Regions from separate parts of the Sus scrofa genome. Here all the other regions are linked to region 2. Evidence: chromatin contacts called from public HiChIP or PLAC-seq data. All regions are on one chromosome and are shown on one strand. Each heading gives the region's core, a stretch centred on a gene start, on an enhancer-like site or on the middle of the called end of the contact. The rest is flanking DNA. Distances are from core to core; before and after follow the strand shown. Region 1 has its middle 160 kb from the start of PPP1R3B. Region 2 has its middle 12 kb from the start of PPP1R3B. Region 3 has its middle 140 kb from the start of PPP1R3B.

Region 1 (3,653 bases), core at 405-2,904, 150 kb before region 2:
CTGTGGCTAGTAGACCATGATACTAGGGGTGTGCCAAGCATCAGCCTCCAGAACTCATCAGAGAGTCCAACTGGGCCACCACTAGCTGGGAGATGGGTGAGCAGGAAGATCTTGGAATGAAGCATAGAATATAAAGTGGGGAAACCAGGCCAAAGGGAGACCCTGAAGGGACTCCCAGATCCAAGGGAACACGGGTCCCCTGTAAAGACCCCGGTAGTTTGGGGTGAGCAGGTGAAGGAGTAGTAGAGTCACTTGGTCCAGATATGCAGTTACTGACAACTGTTCTCCTAGGGATATGAGTTGCTCTGAGGACCTCTGGGAGCTTCAGGGCGGGGTGGGGGGAGGAGTATTCCTTTCTTGCTGCAGACTAGTGGGTGGGATCCCAGGAAGGGAGCTTCTCAAAAGATAACCAAGGAGGTCATTGAACGGTCCAGAAAAGAGTGGACAAGGACTGGCAATGGCAGAAAGGAGGAAGTGAAGGAGATTCATGCCAGAGGAATTGCTGATTCAGAACTGAAAAAAAATGTGCACTTGATCAGAATAGATGGATGGCATGGGGAAGAAAGAAGATGCCACAAGGACTGGGAATTCTGTGTGTCCAGCTGCATAGAGGCTGTCAGATGTCTTCACCAAGTACAGCAAGGTGGGGACAGGCTGGGGGCAAAAAGCCTTGTCTCCTCACAGGCTGAATTTGACAAGCTCATAGGGCCTCCTGAGAGAGATTTTTTTTTCCTCATAAGCAGATGGAAATAGAGGCCTGGAGCATAAGAGAATGGCAGAAATTGTATTATTTTGAGTAAAAAGAGGCTCTAAAGGTAATCAAGATTTTTGGTGGAAAGAGAGGGCACCAGGAGGGCATTTTTAACTTCAATACAACTAATACTGATTAAAGTAAAGCTTGAAGCTGGTGGACAGTTTTGTATTTAAATGGAGGGGCTGGGATTTAATTTTTGAAATGGATCGTGAGGTTTCAGAAATCAGCTATCTTTTTTTTTTGCATCACAAAGAGGACTGGGGAGTGTCTTTAGTAGGGCAGAGACCTAGCAATGACAACCCCAAAGGGCCAGATAGGAGAGTCTAGTTTTTCTCAATAAAAAGGGACGAGTCCTTTTGTTCAACAAAGCGTCCACACCATGACCCCTGCAAAGGTCACTTTGTGCATGTAATGCTGAAAACATCATGCTTAAAAAAATTACACATTATTCATACCACACAGGTAAACAAAACCAAATTATGGTCTCTTCTTGCCTCCAAGTAAAGGAAACCAAAGCATCAGAAATGAAAACAAGACACTACACAAAGATGAGAAAACAGATCAAACCCTAGAGAACACGTGCAAAACCAGCAAAAATAGTTACCAACTGTGGGAGATAGAATACAGAACAAAAGGAGTCCTCAGAGACACCCTCCCTCCCAAAGAACCAAATAGCAACTTTAAAATGTGAGGAAAGATAAATCATATTTCATAACCAATATTACATCGATGAGAGAAGATTCATAACATAGCCTTGGGTCCTGCTTGCTGAGTTCTTGTAATAAGCTCTGGGCCAGAGCTAAAAATAGTCAAGGAATGGGAACAGTCAGGCGTCGGGGGTGAGGCTACAGGCCAGCACTGGTGACAAGGGCGTGGTCACATGGACAGAGGCAGATGGAGAGGAGGGCAAGGCTTGGCCAGGGCAGAAGGGGAAGCCCCTTAGGTCAGCCCCATGGGCTACAGCAGAGCCAAGCGCTGATGGCCTTAGATGCCCGGAAGCCTCTGCTGCAGCTTCTGCCACTTGTTCCTGCCTCACAGATCACCTCCAGCTTCCCCCGACAACTGGTGTTTTCCTCTTGAAACGTAGTGTGGCCAGGGAGGGCACTCTAGTATTTCTTGAGCATCTTGGAGGGCCTCCAGGCAGGGTGGACCAGGAAGTTGGAGGGGGTTTGCTGGTCAAATGAACTTGAGAGACACTGTGTCCAAAACCTCCTTTTTTTTTTTTTTTTTTTTTAAGGGCCACACTTGCAGCATATGGAGGTTCCCAGGCTAAGGGTCTAATCAAAGCTGTAGCCATTGGCACAGCAACATGGGATCCGAGCTGCAGCAACTCGGGATCCGAGCCACATCTGCGGCCTACCCCACAGCTCACGGCAACACCAGATCCTTAACCCACTGAGCGAGGCCAGGGATCGAACCAGCATCCTCATGAATCCTAGCCAGATTTGTTTCTGCGAGCCACAAGAGAAACTCCTAAAACCTCCCTTGAGTTCACATCCCCATCAGCATATTCAAGGCTTCAAGTCCTGCTGTTAAAGAACCCAGTTTAATTAGCCACCACCCCCCGCAAAAAAACATGCCAAAAAGCTAGAGGTCTACAAAATCTGCTTTATCTTTGCTGCCTTACAGTTATTATTCTGAATAACAAGAACAATAATATTCACGGTCACCAAATTTGATTTGGCTATTCTGATGGGCTGTGCCCATCCCCTCTCACTGTCAGATGTTTTGGCCTTAAAGTTGCCCATTAAATTGGGAGGGAACAACTTTCTCCGAGGAGGTTATCTGAGGAGGGACATAGCCTGGCTGAAACGTCCGAGCTTGCCCGCAGGAAACTGTGGCACTCGTGATCAACGTATGGATAGAACGTCCTGTGTGTACAAAGCACTTTTATAGATGATCCTTTAGTCTTCTCTCACTGTAACACAGTGATGGGCTGTGGGAAGCTGAGCTGATTCCCTTCTGGGAGTGCAGCAAAACCAGTTTGGTTTCTGGAGGAGTTAAATCCGAAAGGTAAAGACTTAGGATAATTATAGCCCCACTTTCTCCTGCAGCTTCACCGGTCAAGAGTACTTCCCCCACTGATCCCTTCTCAAGTTTAACCACTAATTACTTGATGCGGATGCTGGCTGAATAGGAAATTTTATATCGGAGGACCTAAAACTCATATTATTTTTCAGTTCCTTGCTGAGTTATCTGATGATCACACTGATGCCAACAGGATCAAGTCCAAGTACCTTAGCTTCCCTTCACATCTGACGACCCAGCTTTCCCACATCATCTCCTATCACTTTCCCACCCTGTGCGCTGCATTCCTGCTCCCCGCAACCACCAGCCATTTCCCAAACAGGCCTTGCTTCCTCCAACCCCTAGCCCTCAATGCACTCACTCTGCGTTCTGTTCCTAGCTGTCCTTTTCTTTCTCTCCCTGAAAACCTTCCAGTCACTTCTTCCTCTGGGTTCCTCTGCCCCCTATACCTCAATTTAGACAGCACTCATCCTTTTGGAATTGTTCCTGTGTCTTTCTGGAGCTTCTGAAAAGCAGGGCCTATGTTTCATCCATCATGGCGCCCCCTGGGCATCGCGCAGTACTAATGGCACATCATAGATGGTGCCTTTTTTTTTTTTTTTTTGTCTTTGGTCTTTTTTCAGGGCTGCACCTGAGGCATATGGAGATTCCCAGGCTAGGGATGGAATCAGATTACAGCTGCCAGCCTACACCACAGCCACAGCAATGCCAGATCTGAGCCACATCTGCGACCCACAGCACAGCTTACAGCAATGCCGGATCCTTAACCCACTGAGCAAGTCCAGGGATTGAACCCGCAACCTCATGGTTCCTAGTCAGATTCATTTCCTCTTGCCACAATGGCAACTCCAAGATGATGCTTAAGAAACTT
Region 2 (3,897 bases), core at 291-2,790:
ATCTCAAGTATCCTCAAGGCACCAAAGTCAGGAGAACATAAAACTCATGTTCAAGATGACCCTGATGGCAAACTGTTCCATTCCCTAGTGACCACCGTCTGATATCTTGAAAGAGTCACTTGCTTTGCATGCAGTGTGACAACTGCCCATCCTGCCTGGGGCACAGAAAGGGGCCCAGAGATGACAGGATGGGGGTCTGTCACCAGAAGCCTCCTCTCTCGACCACAGACCACAGACCCAATGGTGACATCCATTTTGCCCACTGTAGCCCTGTGCCCCCAGGTTGTGACAAAGACAGAAAGGCTGGCAGATTTCTAGCTGCCCTGGCCTGGAGGTAGGCATCCAGCTGGAACAGTTGTCACAACGCTAGGTTGAATAGTTTGACTCCTTCCAATTTACTTTGGGATTTCCTACTTTACTGTGTTTATGGTAGGTCGTTCCATTTACTTATTGTTAAATGCTATCTTAGGATGTAGGGTGGACTTAAGAATTGTTTGGGGTAGGAAGACTTTTTACAGTGTCTGGCTTTTCCCCAAAACAGGGATTTTTGGCATCTGTGCATCCATTGTGTGGCCTTTCCCTTTTACCCTGCACAAGCCTCAGAAACTTTCCTCCTCATGTGTCCCTGATCTTCCCCCCATTTCTCCAGCTCTAAGGTTTCCTTCTCCACCTCCCAAGGTTTCCTTCCTGCCTCCCCTCCCCCACCCCACCCCCGACTGTAGCTGTCCAGAGAGGCTGTAACCTCTCCTCCTCCAGCCAGAGTAATCCAATGATCTTTTCCTCACCACCTGCCTATGAATGAGGGAGTTGTACTGGTGGTTAAATTGAACTAAGGGATATGTTTGCAAAATCCACAATTTATTCTGCTGAGGCCCCAGTGAACACCCTAAAATTCAATTTAGCAGACTGGGGGAGCAAGACAAGAAATCCCTGAGGCGAGACTCTCAGCCTCTTCCACCTAGTTGCTTGGAGCTACAGCATAGTCTGCTGGAAATAGCCTGAACTTTGGGGGTCAGACAGACTTGACTTTGAATCAAGACTTAGCTATTGGCTGCTATGTGATCTGAGACAAGTTACTTAACTTGTCTGAGCCTCTTACCTACAAAAAGGGGATAACAGAAATACCGACCTTTCAGAATATTGGTACAGTGTATGTAAAGTATCTGGTGCTGAGAGAATACTCAATTAATGCAAGTCCTTACTGTTTCGACTGTGAGGTATAAAAAACAGAAATGAAGGAATTCCTGTCTTGGCTCAGTGGAAACGAACCCAACTAGTATCCATGAGGAAACAGGTTCGAGCCCTGGCCCAGCTTAATGGGTTAAGGATCATGCGTTGCCATGAGCTGTGGTGTAGGTCACAGATGCCACTCGGATCCCTGGTGGCTGTGGCTGTGGCTCCAATTCGGCCCCCAGCCTGGGAACCATCATACGCAGCCGGTGTGGCCGGAAAAAGACACAAAACAAACACCAGAAATGAAGCTGAGGAGCTGGCAAAAGGGCTTCTCCCGTGAAGGTCACAGCTTTTGCTCTGCTCAAGTTGCACCAGCCAGCTGGACAGTGATGAGGCCAGGGGCTAACCTGGGTCACCAGCACTGCCTCCCAGTTAGAGTGTAAGGATTTCATCTTGAAAACTCCGGCGTGAGGGGTTCTCTTTTTTGTCTGAAATGACCCCACCATAAGCTGGCTTCTTGCCTGGTACCAATCAACCTGTTCTCCTGCCCTCCCAGCTGGTGACCATAGTATTTAGAGGAGCGGGGAGGGCACCACCAAGTCCCCTGCCAACGGCTCTGCCAGAGAAGAGAAATCCTCCAAAAGCACCACGGGGCTCTTGTACCCCAGCGCAGGCGCGAGGCTGCTGTGCTCTTCCGCAGTCCCTCCCGACCAGAAGCCAGCGTCCTGTACCTTCCAGAAGTGGGGCTGACGATGGCGATAAAGAGGAAGACAAAGGAAAGGAATTTCTCTTTTTTTTTTTTCTCCTTGGATATCCAAGGCGGAGGTAACATCAGAAAGAAGCGAGCCATCTTTTCCATACTCTCTGAAACAACGGTTACTATCAGCTTTGTACCCATTTCCTACCTGTTCTCTTTAATTTATAACAGAAAATGCTCCTCCACAGAGACGTGGGCGTAGATCCAGGCTGGGCCATCTCTCTGAGCACAATTATTGGTTCATCAGGGTCCCCCTGGGAATTTTGTATACTGAGAGATTCCCTCCTCCCGCTCCACCCTCTAAGTGGGATTGGTGTTGGCCAGCAGCTATGTTCCCCACGACGTGAAGTTTATTCTAGAACCGACCCCACTCCTACCTTTGGTGTTTGGGTCTATAAACCAATTTATTTCTTATTTTTGTTGCTTCGATTTAGCTAGTTGGAATAGGGCTTCTCTCTTTTTGTAATTAAATGAATTCCACCCAAGTACCAAGTAGATAGACTATGGGATCTGCAAATGCAGGCTGTGATCCTGATCCTTGACTTTGGTCAGTGTTTGAAGACAGGATGTCAGGTGTCATGAACCAAGTCTGCTCGTTTAGAAAGGAAATGTTCTTGTTACTATAGCCCTTAAATTTTAGAATTTTGAAGAACTTGTAAGAACTGGCTGGAGGCATGTCACCTGTGTCCTTAGACTCCTCTGTACTGAATACTTTTGGTTTTCACTTGCTTTGAAGTGCCATGTTGAAGGTGTGTCTCCACCAGATTGTTGGAAATTCACTGGCTTTTTGATTAGTGGGCATTAATTTTGCACATGGTCGTCCTGTGGGCTTTGTTCACTGGCCTACAGGTGCCCCTTCCTCGATATAAGGACTGACTCACGTGGGTCTTTCGATAGATCTTGCCCATCAGAGTCTGCCTGGAAGTGGATGCAGCAAGACCAGGAGCCTAGTTCAGCCAACTCAAATAGTATCTGAATCTATGACTTTAAACAACCAATGGCACCTTTCTGGGTTTCTTTCCCCACCTGTAAATGGAAGGAGCTAAACTAGAAAACACAAAGTCCTTTTAACTCCAGTAGTCTTTGATTTTTCAGTGTGATTTATAAATGAAGGTCTTGGCATTTGGAGTGAAATTAAGGAGCAAAGACTTGGTATGTGAAGCTCTTCCACCTGAGCAAACACTACGCCCACAAAGTGTAAATTCCCACTGGAAAGGAAAACAATAGACCACCCTTGGAGTGGGAGAGGGGAGGTTCAAGACATCATTGGAAGAGAGACCTCTTTTCTCAGCAGCAAATAACACTCCCACTCCCAAAGGAGACGATCATTAAAACCAAGGAGAATAAAATTGCATTGTGATGATCATTGTACAATTGTAAATGTAATAAACTTCATCAAGTAATTAAAATAAATTAATTTAAAAAATAAAACCAAGGAGAAATGGGGAGTGTAAAATAGACTTTTACATGTAGTGTTAGGACCTCATCAACAGAGTTCCCATTCGTGGTGCAGCAGAAACGAATCCGATTAAGAACCATGAGGTTTCGGGTTCCATCCCTGGCCTCACTCAGTAGTTAAGGATCCGGTGTTGCCATGAGCTGTGGTATAGGTCACAGACGTGGCTCGGATCTGGCGTTGTTATGGCTGTGGTGTAGGCCAGCAGCTATAGCTCCAATTGAACCCCTAGCCTGGGAACCTCCATATGCTGCAGGCGTAGCCTTAAAAGGACAAAAGACAAAAAAAAAAATAAGAAAAAAAAAAGGACCTCATCAAGGAACTAAATTAACATAGTGGACAAGATAGATCTACTTTTAGAGTTCCCTTCATGGCTCAGTGGTTAAGGACCCCGACTAGGAACCATGAGGATGGGGGTTTGATCCCTGGCCTAGCTCAGTGAGTTAATTAAGAATCTGGCATTGCCTTGAGCTGTGGTGTAGGTGGCAGACTCGGCTCAGATCCTGCAATA
Region 3 (3,909 bases), core at 382-2,881, 130 kb before region 2:
AGACAGACTTGAACTCACTGGTCTTTGTGTTAAATAATATATTTCTTCCCAGATCATTTTGCCATGATTTGTTTATGTCCTTCTTCGCTATTAGAATCAGAACTTCTTCAGGGTAGGGACTTTGTGTTTTTGTACCTTTACCACTGAGTTCAGTCCCTTAAACATATTAGCTTTTACCAAAAGTATGTGAAATGAACAAAGGAATAAATAAATATCAGGTGAGTCAGAGAATTTTCTTCCCAAGTCACATGTCCAAAGAAGGGTGTTGCCCCCTTGAAGCACTATCTCCAGGCCATTAATAATAACAAAAATAACAGCAACAATGTATTGAGCACTTACTATGTGCTACAGGCCATGCTAAAATCTTTACACAAAATATCTCATTTAATCTAGATCCTCCCATAAATTCACATATAGTATATGGGTCAATGTGACCCCAGAGTGTCTTGTGCTTCCCCGTCTTGCTACCCACTGCACTTAAAAATAATGATTCACTCTCTGTCTTTCCTTGTATTGAAAGCCCCACAAAGGCAGAAATGTTGACTTTTATTATACTACCCCAGATCCTCCAACATGTAGCCTTTATGATATGTGCCATGTAATACTTACTAAACTAATTGTTTTTACTCTAATCAATTCTTATAAATCTTTGTTAGGTGGTATGGTAAGTACTTTCTAGCATAACTACAGCAATCCTGAGCACTCTGTTCCTTTCCCTTCCTCAAACAAAACATAGGGAAACTGGCAGATTTTCCTTGTGGCAGCTGGAAACACTGATGACCTCTATTGTCACTATTAGGTCACTCTACCTTAAACTTTGGGAGAGGCTCTTCCCCATCCCTTAGTTTATACTTTCGGTCTCCACCAAGACATTGTGTCAGGGCATTGCCACTATTGCTTTGGGATCCCAGGTACCAAGTGAACCAGAATGAAGTGGGCACATCCAAGGGCCAAACAGGGCAGGGCAGGGTTCAGTGCAGAAAGCTGCAAGAGTCTGACATTGAGACCACCTGTCCTGTGTGTGTCCCCAGCTTAGAAAGCTTAAGGCACCTCTACTTCCCTGGAAGGAGAAAGATAGGTCCGCATTTCTCCCAATCAAAGGGCATTTTCCTTTGCCACCAACTAGAAGGCATCCCCAGCCCATTTCCCCATGTTTGCCACATCCAATGTTTCTGTCCTAACAGGATTTTCCACATTGTGTCTAGAGGTTTGTTTTGCCTATTGGGGCTCCTCACTATCTCCGTGGACCCCAACCTTTCCTCACTGGTCTACTTCCAAGGACAGCCATCTCCTTGTAGTTTGTCCCCAGGGCTAGGAAAGAGCTAGGCAATTTCCACAAAGTAGGCTAAGAATATTCCCACTCCACCAGGACACCAAATCCATTTTCTGAAAATGGCACATTCATTGGACACTCTTTACCCTCTCACCTTCATAAATACCAAAAGTGAAGATTCTCACCACAGATCTTGGTCAGACACTCTACCAGCTTCTGGAGTTGTTACCATTCTGGTCTGGGGCATCCAGGATCTAACCTTCTCAGAAATACATTGGCTGACAGTCAGGAGTGTGATTTCCACTGGCACTGGGCTTGTTGCTGGGATCACGTAGAAAAACAGTGGAGACTCACAGTTTCCACTATAATAATAAATTGCAGATGTCTATTTAAAGCACCCAGACACTTATTTCAGAGCTTGGGAGGCAGCGCTGGACAGTGGAAACAAACTGGACTGGCTGGGAGTCTGGATCACTCACTCTGTGTTCTCGACAATCACTCCTTCTTCTTGGCCTTGCTGCACCTATAAAATGAGAGGGTTGATGGGATGAAATGAAAAAGGGATCCCAAATATCCAAATTCATCTTATGTGAAGGCTTCCCATCTCCAACAAGCAATTTTCAGACACCAGCAGGGTATCTGAGAATTCAGCCCAATCCTGACATTATCTACCCAGAGGTAGAATCAGATTTTGCAGGCAAAAGTCTCAGTCCCACAGGACACCCTCCACTTCAGATGCCCGTCGCAAATCCAGGTTGCTACCTGTGCTTCTGACCAACTGACTACAGACTGGAGACTCTGATGATCTCCTCTCACTCAGGATGCCCATTACTCATCCAGGCTGTTACCTGTACTTCTGACCTACAGAATGTAAATCAGAGGTTCCCACAACCTACTCCTTGTGTTTGACTAATCTGCTAGCTTGGCTCACAGAATTCAGGAAAACCCTTGGATTCACTATTTTAAGAGAATATTAAGGGGTATGAATCAACAGTCAGATGAAGAGATGCATAGGGTAAGGTTCTGAACCCAGGAGCTCCTATTCTCATGACACGTGGGGCCCAGCACAGAGGCCCACAGAAGTGTTCTGGCTCCCCACTGCAGAAGCTCTTCAAAGAAAAAGCCCCCAAACTGTCCTTTGGGGGTTTTACAGAGGCTTCATTACATAGTCATGATTGACTAAATCATTGGCCAATGACAACTGATTCAAACTCCAGCCCACGGAAATCAGGAATGGGACTGATTCCAACCCTCTAAAGGTGTGGTTGGTTCTCCTGGTGAGCAGCCCCCACCCTGGGATGGAATCCAAGATTCAGCTTGGTTCACATAAATCCAGTTGTGTCGGCACAAAATTCCAAGAGTTTGTGGAGCTATGAGTCAGGAACTGTGGATATGTGTATATCCACGGTGTATATAATACATACACACTCTGGAACTATCATTGTGAGAACCACTAAGTTTGCTGTCCCCAAACTAGTGTTACTCCTAGTGCAGCAGGGGACACTGGGGTCCCTGGACAAAAACTGCATGATCGAATTGTGGTTTTGAGCTTATGCTTTCATTGCCACCTAATTCAGGAAATAGCTGAATGAAGACAGATTCCTTATAGAAGTTTAGGCAAAGTTATCATTGTTTTACAAACCAAGGTCCAAAGCCAATTGCCAGTATTAGGTGTTTACAACCATATCTTCTTATTCAAGCAAGATGGAAAAGTCATGACTAACACCGCTGTCCAAAAGAATGAGGTCTGAACTCTCCTGCTTAGTGCTGAAGATCCCTCTAAGCTTGTCCAGAGCCTGCCTTCCCATGCTCACCTCCTGTCACAGACCCTCATGGGCCCCCTGTCAAGTATAATCCATTGTACCTCATTCTCTTCAAACAGGGATTTCACCCTGGCCCTGCTAGAGCTGCTGGCAGCTTCCTCTTCCTCCTTTGAAATCCAGCCCAAATGTCAGTTCTTCCTGGGTGAAGCCTTCCCCTCCTTCCCAAGCACATTCCTCAACCTTGGCCCTGGCTGAGTTATCCAGATGCCCACGTTTACTACCATGTCAGGATATGTGACTCACATGGCTTATGAGTACAGAAGGTCCTCCTTCTCTGGCAACTCCAGCATAACACAGAGTGAGTCAGATCCTTCCAAAGTGGGGATTATTTCTGCAGGCTTCAGAAACCTAGAGGGTCGAACCCTAATACAAACATGTGATTGTTCTTCTAAGAAGATAGTGTGAAGGAAAATGTAATATCACATTGGCATCCCATTTGGTAGCAAAAGCTATCTTAAATAGATTGCCATGCCACAATCATTATTTATGTTTTTCTCCCATGGTTACAATGGGAATCCATGTTTTTTGTCTTTGGAACCCCAATGCCTAAGGCAGGGTGTATTAGTACGTGCCCTGCTGTCCATTGAGTGCTCTCACTGAATGAATGTTACCATGTCCAGGAATGTGCTGAGAGCTCAGGTGTGTCTCCTGCCTTTTCGGCTCAACTCAGATCCAGCCCCAACACTTAAGCCTTTTCAACTCCAGAGATGGTCACTGCCCAGGTTGCCGTGGAGTAAGGACTGAGGTCCTCAGAGCTCTCTGCAGTCCTTTGCAGCCACCTTCCCCTTGTGTTCATTTCAGTTTCAGGTCACT

What was found. HiChIP or PLAC-seq counts read pairs in DNA pulled down with a chosen protein or histone mark.
Region 1: an H3K27ac HiChIP or PLAC-seq map of skeletal muscle shows a contact between it and region 2. The contact joins two enhancer-like sites. A contact is called at or near these places in 5 of 47 Hi-C or Micro-C datasets (fetal skeletal muscle, psoas muscle and skeletal muscle) and 1 of 2 datasets of contacts at active chromatin or transcription factors (skeletal muscle).
Region 3: a contact with region 2 is called in an H3K27ac HiChIP or PLAC-seq map of skeletal muscle. The contact joins two enhancer-like sites. A contact is called at or near these places in 1 of 47 Hi-C or Micro-C datasets (skeletal muscle) and 1 of 2 datasets of contacts at active chromatin or transcription factors (skeletal muscle).

What each region holds. Positions count from the first base shown.
Region 1 is chr15:55,842,482-55,846,134 of Sscrofa11.1, forward strand. No RefSeq gene overlaps it. Among named protein-coding and RNA genes, the nearest start is that of PPP1R3B, 160 kb to the right of the region's middle. Within about 2 kb of position 1,655, at least 9 of the 83 cell types and tissues checked have an H3K27ac peak or open chromatin away from gene starts, as enhancers often do. A contact at or near this core is called in skeletal muscle, where this site is marked.
Region 2 is chr15:55,988,236-55,992,132 of Sscrofa11.1, forward strand. No RefSeq gene overlaps it. Among named protein-coding and RNA genes, the nearest start is that of PPP1R3B, 12 kb to the right of the region's middle. Within about 2 kb of position 1,541, at least 1 of the 83 cell types and tissues checked has an H3K27ac peak or open chromatin away from gene starts, as enhancers often do. A contact at or near this core is called in skeletal muscle, where this site is marked.
Region 3 is chr15:55,859,545-55,863,453 of Sscrofa11.1, forward strand. No RefSeq gene overlaps it. Among named protein-coding and RNA genes, the nearest start is that of PPP1R3B, 140 kb to the right of the region's middle. Within about 2 kb of position 1,632, at least 7 of the 83 cell types and tissues checked have an H3K27ac peak or open chromatin away from gene starts, as enhancers often do. A contact at or near this core is called in skeletal muscle, where this site is marked.